2 separate regions of the Mus musculus genome follow, and region 1 is linked to region 2. A link is a contact called in public HiChIP or PLAC-seq data. All regions are on one chromosome and are shown on one strand. The core of a region is the stretch at or near the end of the contact, and the rest is flanking DNA. Distances in the headings are between cores, read along the strand shown.

Region 1 (6,046 bases), core at 1,766-4,265, 180 kb after region 2:
TCCCAGAGGAGGCAGGGACCAAAGGGCAGCAATGAGGAAACAGAAAGGCCCTGATGGGCAGCCAGCCCCCTCCCCACAAACCCCTTTCAGGAAGATCCCAGAGCCTCGGGCTGTGCCTCTTGACAGGCTGCCTTCAACACCTCTGAGATCAGGGTGGTCCTCTGGCTGGATAAATTCTAGCCTCAGAGGCCCCCTCCTCCCTGGCAAGGAGGCATATAAAGTCCTCTGCCACTTTCTGACTCTGAGAATCCTTGAGTCCTCACTGAGCCATGAAGACAGGGAACACAAGAAATGCGCGCCCACACACACACACACACACACACACACACACACATAAACACACCTCCCCTCACCACCCCCACCTCTGACTTTTTAGATTGCATTTAAAACAAGCGGTGAAAGGCTATGCGGGAAAGCTTTGAATACCATCAAGTGTCTCTTTGGGGGTTAGTGATCATCCCAGGTATCCACTCTCACCCCTCCACAGGCCACAGAGTGCTTTCCTTAAATGCTCATTGGCTCCTACTGGGGGGCTTTCCCACTGCACTTACAATAAAACCCACTCAAGTCCCTCACTGTGGTCTCTTGGCCATACAGGATGGAGCCATGGCTGGGGAAAGTGCCTCACCCTCTATCCATTCCCCCGAGGATCCGCAGCTCAGCCCACTCTCCTGAGAACCTTCTGCTCAAACTCTCCTGCCCACCTCTTCCTGAAGGAAGCCTTTCCCAGCCTCCTGCTCTGAGCCAGCCCCCTTGTTATTCAGGCTTCCCTTCTCTGTCTGTCTCTCCCTGTAGACAGTCTGCCCTGCAGGCCAGGACCTCATCCATTCTTGATTTCTGTATTCCCAGTCTGAGTTCCATGCCTGATAGTCGAGAACTTAGCCGTGTGCTGCCCGATGGACTGAATGAATGTATGTCCCAGGGTACACGGCCAAGACAATGTGTTATGTCCTGACAGCTCAGCGGGTATGGAGAAGTCCTGCACGTGTTCACAGGTACTGTTTCATCTGACAAAATCAGTGCTACTACTACCCCAAAAGGGAGAGTGACAGGAGGTGGTCAGCTTGATAGCAGAGCCAGGACAAGGCCTCATAGAGAGCGGTCTCATTTGCATGCTAACCTCCACAAGCACTACACTATCCTGCTTCACAACTCCAATCTGTTGGGGTGGCTGCCAGAACGCCACATTTTGGCCGCTAGGGACCTATCTCCATTCCGGTCTAGGATTCCTTTCTCAGCTTCAGCCAGGTGTGGTGTATGTGTGTGTGTGTCTGTATGTGTGTTGAGTGAAGGAAGATTCCAAATTCTCTTCCCTCTCTTCAGCCAGATGGGTGGGAAAGACTCTAAATTCCCTCACCTCTCTCTGGTTCTCCACCCCTGGCTGTGGGCAGAGCAGCAGGGGCTCAGCCCATTCATTGACTCAAACCACCAGCCACAATGGGCCATGTACTTAGGAGAAGACTCTCTGACATGCCCTTCCCCAGAGTCCTCATCAGCCTGACCCCTCACATAGATGAGGGTCAGAGGGCTCTTCTGCGGCCCACACCATCAGAGATGTCCCAGTTGCCCAAAGAACAAGCTCTTCCTACACAAGTCACAGCCAGCTTCCCCAGGACGGGCTTCGGCGCCTTCTGGAGTCGCTGACGGTCCCAAGTTCCTCCTCTCCTCACCCCCTCAGCATCTTGATTCTCCCCAAAACTGGAAGAGCAGCTCTTCTCCCAGTCTCCACACCAGGTCTTTGGGACTGACCAGGTGCAGGAAGGGAAGGCTTCTAGGCTCCATGCCTTCTTCACCCTACCAGGTAAAGCCCAAAAGGATGTGACAAGAGAGCCTCTGTCCCGAAGCCTTGGAGACACAGGGACAAGGGGGCGGGGGGCAGAAGCAAGAACCCCTAATCTCTGTCCACAGTTTAGGGCTTTGATTTGACTGACCCTCCCCACCTTTCCAGAACGGACCTAGACCCCACTGGACCCCTCCTAACCACACAACCAGGAGGGTGTGTCTGAGTCTGCAACTAAAAGCACCAGTGAAGAGAAAGCAGATCCCTGGGGTCAGGGTCTGGAGCTCACAGCTGCTCCTCCATTACCCCAGAGCCAGAGATGCCTCTTTCCTCCTTTGATGTCCTGAGGCCAACTCAACAGTTCACCTTCCATTCCCATCCCCTCCTGAAGATCCACCAGGGTTCTTCCCTGGCTGAGAAAGCCACGCCTTGAGAACACTTCAGTATTTTTTTTCCCTTGGGGTGACTCCTGTTCACTCTATTCCCGTGTATACACTTTGTCACAGGCCATAATTCCACCCCCTGAGCTCCACTTCACCACCAGTCGCTGCTTCTCAGGCGCAGCTCAACACGAATGCCCAGGGTCCCTTGGCCCCCACTCTTCCGCCCACAGCACGTACACCACCGCCCCCTCCCAACTTCAGAAAGTTTGGCCTGAGGCTCCCCACCTCCGAGCAGGCTGGGGCCCAGTCGCTCCTCCCAGCCCAGATCCCCGAGCCTGACCTTCATCGTTCCCCGGGACGGAGACCATCCCACCATGTCCCGCTCATCCCTTCGCGCCCCCCAGTTCGCCGGCCGCCTCGACCTCCGAGTCACGCACCGCTCCCTCACGCAGCCAGCCAGGCCCTCCAGTAAAGGGAGCGTTGGGGACCGGAGGCTGGGCTCCAGCAGGCTGCCTGCGCCTTGCTCGCACGCGGCCCGTGCCCCACTTGCCTGGCCGGGGCCGCCCGCAGCCCCGCCAGGACCCCGCGCGCCCCCGCGCCCGGCCTGCCCGCCCGCACGGCCGTCGGAGCACCTCGCCCGGCTCGTCCTCCTCCAGGCCGCTGAAGCTCCACACCACCAGGCCCTGCAGCAGCAGGATGGCCAGTGCGGTGGCGATCGCCAGCTTGTAGCGCCGCACCAGCTTCTGCACCCGCGCGCTCGCCACCATCTTCCTGCCCGGGACGCGGGGCGCGCGTCCGGCCCTGCAAACCGGCCGCGGGCGTGCGCACAGGCGCGGGGCCCCGGAGTCCCTCCTCACTCCGCCCAGATGGGCGGGCAAAGGGCGGGGCCCGAGGCCCCACCCTCTCGTGGGCTGGGCGTGGGGCAGTAGGCGGTCCGCTCGTTTCTGTCTCCAAGGTTTGAGTCTTGTGCTTGGGGTCTTTTCCACATCTCTATGAGTGTCTGCCTGTGGAAGAATCATTTCCTGACCGCAAAAGCATTGTCCCGGAGTGCGGAGGATCTGCGGCCTGACCGCTCTGGTGTCGCAGGGCATGGGGGGAGGGGGAGTCAGCTGGCCCCCACCCCTGGGAAATGCTGGCACTCTCAAGACGTGTGAGTACCACCTGCCCTGCCTAAAATCTGAAGGCCGCATCCCTGAAGACAAAGCATAGGCCCTTGACTGACTTCTGAGGCTCTTCACGAAATTGACTTGCCACTCTGCAACCTCTCATCCCAAGCATCCTCAGGCCTCTGCTGGTGTTGTGGCTCTCAACTTCTAGCTTACGTCAGAATCTCCTGGAAGATGATTTAAAAAACAGCGCCAGTTCTCACTCCTGGAGTTTAGAACCTCCGAGAATTAAATTTTTCAACAAGTTCCGCTGCTGCTGCTGCTCTGGGATCACGCTTGGAGACCCACCAGACCTTAGCATATGCTGTTTTCGCTCCACCCCATCAGTGACATCTTGGCTTGTGCCTCGCTAGCACAATTTAAGCATCTGGTGGTAATTTCTCTGCGAACGTGCCTCGTTCGCCATTGAAGCCTTGGCCCTCAGCTTTAAAGCTCAGTAAATGTTAGGAGAGTAGGGAGCTGAGAGAACCCACCTGGTTGACCATACTGCTTTCTGGCGTGTTCAAGAGCCGTGTCCAGTAAGGACTAAACACACCCGGGGCCTCACCTGATCCCAGCAGACCACGGTGGGCAGTGGAAGGAGGTAAGAAGGTGCCTGCCAGAGCAAGGTGACTAGAGGCAACAAAACCCACAGCAGAAACGCTTCACATTTTAAGTAAACAAACAAGCGAGCTATTTGATCCAGTTGCCTTGCTGTGCTACCTGGCCTGATCTGCCTTACACTAGGACTCTCACCAACTTGGTAAAGTATTTATTGTCTACAGTAGCTTTTAATTCTTGACTCTCCCATCATTACCTCCCAAGTGCAAAACAGAAGTTTGTCTTCGTTTGTCTGAGATAGTGTCTCGTGTATCCCAGGCCAGCAAAATACAGCTGAGGTTGACCTTGAACTTCTGATCTACCCGCCTCCACTTCCAGAGTGCTAGGATAACAGGCCCAAGGCATCATAAAGAATTTATACATCCGTGGAATGGAAGGGTGATAAGGTTATAAAGAAGATTTTGGAACCACTGTAAGAGATGGCTCAGTGAGGACCCAAGTTCAGTCCCCAGCACCTACATAAAAAGCCTGGAGTGGTAGTATTTTATTGTAAATCCAGCACTGGGGAGATAGATAGGTGTATCTTTGAGGCTGGCTGGCCAGCCAGCCTGGAGTTCATCTTAAAATCACAAAGTAGGTGGCCTCTGAGAAACAGACCTCTGATATGCATGCACAGCTGCACATAAGACCCCACCTCCACACACACATACATGAAAAAAAATCATATAAATTAAATTGAAAAAAATTTAAAAAACACAATCAATAGGTCTAGGAAAAGAGATTATATCCAAAGAAAAGGAAAGTCCAAAAATTTTAGAAACAAGCACGGCATGATGGTGAGTGCCTTTAATATAACCCAGCACTTAGGAGGCAGAGGCAGGAGGAACTCTGAGTTTGAGCCAAGGCTGGCTTACAAAGTGAGTTCCAGGACAGCTGGGGCTACAACAGAGAAATCCTGTCTCAAAAACAAAACAAACAAACAGACAAAAATAAACAAGGAAGTTAAAGACAAAAGGGAGAGTGGTTAAAGGGCAGACCAAAGAAAATGATGTAGCAGTGTAGTCATTTGATGGACCTCTGTAAACTTTCTCTAAGCCTCTCCCAGTTTGTGCCTTGTTAAAAAGGGAAATTGTAAACAATGTTTCAGATGACACTTTGGGTACTTAGGAGAATTTAAGCCTTCAAGGATTTGGAAAAACATCAGTTGACATGCCAACAATTGATATGTTAATTAAATATCGACCTGTGTGTACATTAAATCAGATCCTAGAGACTGCTACCTGCCGATACTTTTCCCCAGCGAGGAAAACAGCTTTCTTTCCCTTGATCATAGCAACAGTAGTCACAGGAGCTTTCACTGTCTAAGAATCACTTGCAACCCAGAGAGTAATTACCATTCAAATTATGCTATGCTGACTCTCTGTGAGCCTGCACGCATGGCTTTGTTTTTGTTGTATCTTCTCTGAAACAAAGTTTCACGAAGCCCAGGCTGACCTGTAACTATGTAGCCCAGGATATGTTGAACTTTTGATTCTTCAGCCTCCACCTCCCAAGTGCCAGAACTACAAATGTGCCATTTTACAAACAGGTTTCATTTTTACTCTTTGAAGGGATCATAATTTTATTGGGGGTTGGGGGTGTTTTTAAGCTATCATATTATAAACATTTTTTTTGCATTTTGCTTCTTTATTTAACATAAATACATAGAGATTCCCCCTAGTTGTGTAGAATAGGTTAACTAATTCATCTCTTTTAAAAAATAACTATTTATTTATTTAATGTATGTGAATACACTGTCACTGTCTTCAGACACACCCAAAGAGGGCATTGGATCCCCATTACAGTTGGTTGTGAGCCACCATGTGGTTGCTGGGAATTGAACTCAGAACCTCTAGAAGAGCAGCAGTGCTCTTAACCGCTGAGCCATTTCTCCAGCCCTCAGCCCTCAGTTCAATTCCCAGCACCCACATGGTGGCTCACAACCATCTGTAATGGGGATCCAACGCCCTCTTCAGGTGTGTCTGAAGACAGCGACAGTGTACCCACATACATGAAATAAATAAATAATCTTTAGATAGAAGAAGGAGGAGGAGAAGGAGGAGGGCATTATTTAGGTTCCCAGGTCTTGTCAGTGCCACAAGGCTGTAATAAGCATGTTTCCAGGTCTGTCCCTATGA
Region 2 (5,438 bases), core at 828-3,327:
CCTCCTGTCAGCCATAGATAGGTATGATACCTTCCCCAGATCACCCTCCAGTCCCTACTGTTGGGCCTTAGCTGTCCCAGCCTCCTGAACAGAGAGGGGGACATAGGAAGTTTGCCCTTACAGCACCCACAAGTGAAAGATCAGCTCAGTTCAAAGTACCCACAAGTCTTCACAGGTCCCAGTCTTGAGCCAAAGGATGGAATTGTGTGGAAATCAGATCCCCACTGGCCCATAGTGTTGCCTACCTTCCGTCTTTCTGTCTTTCTGTCCGGCTGGCCTTCTGTGGGAATGCCACAGCCACAACTTGTTAAACTCCTGCCCTCCCCCTTACTAATGACTCAGGCCTGTGCTCACCTCCCCAGTGGGAGGGCGGGCTGGCAGCAGCAGAGTCAAGACGGGGAATAATTGTGCACGAAGCCCGCCCTGGTTGGTGTACATGCTCCTCCCTGCTGGCCGCTGGAATTGGCAGAACCAGTCAGATCAGACATCCTGACTCCACCAGAGCCCTACCTGGGCCTGGCTTCCTAGGCCTTCCTACTTTGCCAGGGTGAATACAGCCAGCCTCCATGGAAAAGGGACCTTTTGTGTAGGCTCCATGGCCCTTCCTGGATTTTTCTCCTAGGAGCAAGGTGGACATTGTGGACACACCTTTGCTGGACTTGGGGGGAAAGGAAGGGATCAGAGGCACAAGAAGATGCCTGAGCCTCCTCCACCCTAGCCTGTCATAGACTCTGATGGTGTTTCACCCAGTAGGGACACAGTAAGGAGGAAGAAAGCCAGGGTGAGGTCCCAGAGCATGCCTGAAGCTGAAGTTGAGAGGGAAGGAAGGCGGGAGGCGGGCGCGGCTGGGAGCCCTGCCAGCGGTGTTACAAGCAGAAGGTTTTATCGAACACAATATGCCCGGGAATAAAAGGGAGTGAAACACAAACCCAGCTGCGGCAGCGGCAACGGCAGCCCTGGGCAGCCGGTATGGAATTACTGCAGTGACCTTGAGCCAGACCCTGCCAGGTGGAGGGAAGGACATTGAGAAGCCAGGACCTGGGGAGGCTGCTTCAGAAATGGAAAGAAGGCAGGAGGGTACTCCAGCGGAGTGCACAGGCTAGTCAGGAAGTGGGGGGGGGGCGGGGGGGGCTAGAGTGTAGACTCCCACCTACACACAGGTTCCCAAAGAGATTCGGAGCAGTGGGATCTCTCAGGACACAAATCCAGAAGGGTGCCAGAGTGGGGGATGGAGAGATTCCTAAAAGTCAGCACTGAAGAAGCAGATGGCATCCCCAGGGTGGAGGTTCAGAGAGATGGAAAGAACCAATCACATGCACGGGAATTTGACAAAGTCTGTGTGCACCCCATCAGCCAGCACCCCTCCCCATCTTCTGTCCCCATCAGCTCCAGAGTAAGCAATGGGGGAGTGGCAGTGTCCTTCCTGCTGCTCAGGGAATGGGGGACTGGATATTCCCTAGCCCTAGGTTGTGTGGCTTCATCAGACCTGAGTTGGCTGTGTCCCAGGGAGCAGTGGACTAAAGGGTCATTCTGAGGTTAAAGGTGTAAATACAGAGATGTGCCAGGATCTGGGAGAAACGCTATCAGGAATCTCCAGATGGCCCTGCGCCCCTTTTCTGGGGGTAACAGGAAGGTAGAGAAGTTGCAGGTTAGAAGCCTCCCGGTACTCCACAGCCCTTGCCTTACTCTCTAGAGGTTGGGAAAGAGACTAAGTCCTGAGCCCACTCTAGCCCCCACCCCCACCCCCCAACCCCGCCTTCATGCAGGGCGCCACCGCGGCGCGGGAGGGAGCTTACCTCCAGAGTGGGCTCCCTCGCCCCAGCCCCCGCAGCCTCTGCAGTGACCCTCTGACTTGTATGGGGATGGCACAGCTTCAGGAGCAGCCCCAGAGCCATCCACCATAAACCCTGGTCGCGGGAGCTCTACCTTGGACCGAAAGGCACAGAGCTCTCTCTCGGAAGGACCGCAGGGTCCCCCCAGCGGGTGGCCGCTCAGACTCTCGCGGCTGCCTCCTCGACTCCTGCCGGCCAGCACTCTCGGGAGGAAAGTTGTTCAGCTGGCCAGGCAGGTCTGCCTCAGCAGTAACAGGACACAGGATGACGGGCGGGCGGGCGTGTTTAACCCCTTCCTGCTGTCTGCCGGGCGGTGCCTTCAGGGGAGGAGGCTGGCCTGTTTGTCAGCCGGTGACCCCAGAGGTTTACAGAGCTGGAGTTCATCCACTCCTACCCTTCAAGTGAGTTAACCTTTCCCCTACCTCCTCTGCTAGAAGTAGGTGAGGGTGGGAATGGAGGCCACTCCAATACCTATCCCAAGCCTTAACCCTCCTAGCCGGACGACATTAAAGCAGAAGACAGAACATTCCCTGGGGCTGGTCTTTACCTACTCCCAGCTGGCTTCCCCAGCCTCTCCAAGGGGCCTGAGGACTCTGCCTTTCCAACTCCCGGGAGGATCCTACCTGCCCTGAAGCTCGTTCCATAGCTTACATGCTTACATATGGGAGCTCAGTATGAATTCTAGCGTCCCTGGCTACTGGCTTCCCTCACTCCTCCACTGCTCCCAGAGACCCCCAGCCTAACCAGTTGTTTACAGTCGTTTCAACAGAAACCCCGGGATGATCTGAGCAGGCAGTGCGTGCTTTCCCAGCTGTTACCCTTCACCTACTACACAGTCCCACATTCCTTTGTTCCAGGAAGGAGTAGGAATTCTTCAAGCTGTTTTTGTTGTTTTGAAACGTTGTGGTCCCTCCTTCCCTTCCCCACCCCGACATTGCGCAGGCTGGCCTCAGAGTCATCATGCAGCTCAGGTTGATTTTGAACCCACAACCTTGCTGCTTCAGTGTCCCATAGCAGAAAAATGGTTCCAGGGCCAGATGAGTTGACTGGAGGAAGGGATCTAGCAGACCAGAGCCTCAAGTATTAACTTCTGGCTTAGGACAAGGATCCCCAAAGGGAATGAATGGGAAGAGGAAAACTGTACTTGTGAGAGTTTCTTGGAGTACAGCAAAGAGTTATGCCTTTGTGTTTCTTCAGATCTGGGGTGGGTGTGAGCTCAGCTCCAGTTCCTGCCGGGTTTAAAGAGCTTGACAGGTGCCATCTTTGCCATCTTGAAGGATGAGGAGGGTGCTGAAGTAGAAGCCTTCAGACAGTCAGGTCTCGCCATCTCTGCTTCTCTCCCTAGTCCCTCACTTGAGTTGGCTTCAGGAAGCACGGCCCTGAAAGTCTAGGCCTGAGGCAGGGAACTGCTATGAAAGGCCATCTTGTCCTGTCACCTGACTTCATTCCTTGCCCTGCCACCACCCACTAACTCTTCTGCTTATCCCTTAATCATCACCTCTCTGGTGTGTGTGGCTCTGAGAACTGCACATGTGAGCAGGTGGGATACAGGAGGTCCTAGACCTTCGCCTGATGCCGTTGAGATCCAGCATCCCCAGAGGCACGATGGAAATGGAAATGGTAGGAACCTAAAGATTCTTTATTGACTTTTTTCAAACCATCTTCCCAGGAGGAAGCTTGGGTCCAAGAATCAGCTGCAAAAACGTAAAGACTCTTCAACATTCTTTGTAGAGCTGAGCTCATCAGCCAGGACCATCACATCTGTCACCAGGTTGTCCAGCAACGCATAGACCTGGAAGAGAGGGATAGACATCAGAGGCCAAGGTTTGCTCGGTTTTGCAGGCTCCAATGTATCAGTCTTGCTAAGAGAGACGAGATGGAGAGAGAAACGCCAAAGTTGCTCCGAGACCTGCTGCACGTAATTGTTTTCAGATCTGGAGTGGGCCTGGGCTCAGTCCCAGTTCTGTATTGGTTTTCCGGAAGCCAACTCTCCTTCCTGTAAGATCATAGATCAACATACTGAAGCTTCCAAGACTGAGCCCTCTACTGCAGCTAGACCACACAGCCTAAGAAAATCGACTCTTAGTATCATAGACTGAAAGAGGGGTTTACACTCCAGAGACCCCAGGGACCTATGATTCCTTTCTGGGCCCCGTCAGCCATCAGAAAGCTCACTGATGTCACCGGCAGCATCAAACAGAACTTCTGGTCAAATGAGACCTGAGGGTATGGCAGTCCCACAATATACAGTAATGTAAGCCTAGATCCACAAATGCCTTATCAGTGAAAGATGAAGCATCCCTGTTAGATATGCTGACATACTGAACATGCTTTTGTTAGACCTCCCCGACACCTCAAAAAACAAACAACAAAACAAAAAGCAAAAAACACCCATAGTAACAAAAAGACCAAGATGACCCACGGGAGTCTGTCTCTAAGGACCCATTGCTTAGGACCAGATCATGACTATGCTTCCTCAGCAGATTCACGCTTGTTAGCCTTTGGGAGCATCCAGAGCTCATGTTAAACTCTGCTCCCAGTGTGAGTGTTGGCAAGTCTGGAAACCTTAAAGAGGTGTTTGAATCATGAGGGCCCCACCCTCACAGATCACTTGAATGTCTTCATATCCATGAGTCCTAGCGGTTGTCAGAAATCATGACTCTCCCTTCCTCGCACCTTCTACACATGCCCAGTTGCCCCTTCAGCATCTTTCTACCATGAGTTGAAGCAACACGAGGCTCTCCCTTGAGCCCCCACTCCCGGGCTTTCTGGCTAACAGAACTGTGACCCAAAATAAACTTTTCTTACAAATCGCCTGGTCTGTTGCATTTTGTTATAGCAACAGAAAGAGGACTGAGCCAATCCTACTTGGGATTCTCCCAAGAAATCTGTCTGCCAGTGTGTGCCTGAGGGCAGGTATAAGCAGCTTTAGAAAGGGAAGGACTTCACCCCGTTCTCTTCCCAGGAGTCTGTTTTCCAAAAGTCAGCTAGAGCTACCCTCAAAAGCCTAAGTTCAGACTGTATTGCTCTCAATGCAGAATTCTGCATGACTTCTGCCATGCAGAGAAAACCCCATGGGCCAGCAAAGTCTCTTGCCCACTCCCTCGCATGCCCTGTCTACTGCTTCTCTTCCTTGCCACTCTGTTGGCCCACTCCCTCTGCTGCCTCTGCTGCTTCTTCTGTTTAAGAAATCCTTCTTTGGCCAACCTTCATCTCTCTCTTCCTCTCTTCCTCTCTCTTCCTCTCTCTCTCTCTCTCTCTCTCTCTCTCTCTCTCTCTCTCTCTTTCCTCTCTCTCTTCTCTCTCTCTCAAGCAGGTTCTCTTTGGGCAGAATATAGAGGAATGATCAATGCAGGCATGTGAGCAGGAAGGTATGGCTGCCCCCTCTTTCTTTCACCTCAGCGTGCAACCGCTGGGTATATTTCTCCATGACCAGGGGGTCTATGGGCTCCTGGGAGGGTGCCGTGCTGTCAGGGGGAGGATCTTCTGAGAGCAGCCTGTCCCGGCTTGCAGACTTTACCACTTTCTTGTCATCTTTTGGCTTCAGTTTTTTGCTATTCGGGCGGTCCTGCTTAGAGAAACGGAGACACACATGACCTCAATGGC

What was found. HiChIP or PLAC-seq counts read pairs in DNA pulled down with a chosen protein or histone mark.
Region 1: a contact with region 2 is called in a FOXA1 HiChIP or PLAC-seq map of pancreatic cancer cells. The contact joins the promoter of Xylt2 here to the promoter of Epn3 in region 2. A contact is called at or near these places in 1 of 115 datasets of contacts at active chromatin or transcription factors (pancreatic cancer cells) and 3 of 9 other capture datasets (adipose tissue, liver and pancreatic islet).

Annotation. Positions count from the first base shown.
Region 1 is chr11:94,674,478-94,680,523 of GRCm38.p6, forward strand. Xylt2 (xylosyltransferase II) reads right to left here and starts at 3,016. Exons shown (of 11, transcript NM_145828.3): 1 at 2,796-3,016. The coding sequence starts at 2,930.
Region 2 is chr11:94,497,897-94,503,334 of GRCm38.p6, forward strand. It overlaps Epn3 (epsin 3), which reads right to left and starts at 2,078. Exons shown (of 10, transcript NM_027984.3): 1 at 1,797-2,078. It overlaps Gm51873 (a long non-coding RNA gene), which reads left to right and starts at 1,144. Exons shown (of 2, transcript XR_003949592.1): 1 at 1,144-2,233; 2 at 3,502-5,438. Mycbpap (MYCBP associated protein) reads right to left here. Exons shown (of 19, transcript NM_170671.2): 18 at 5,230-5,400; 19 at 3,451-3,624. The coding sequence ends at 3,523.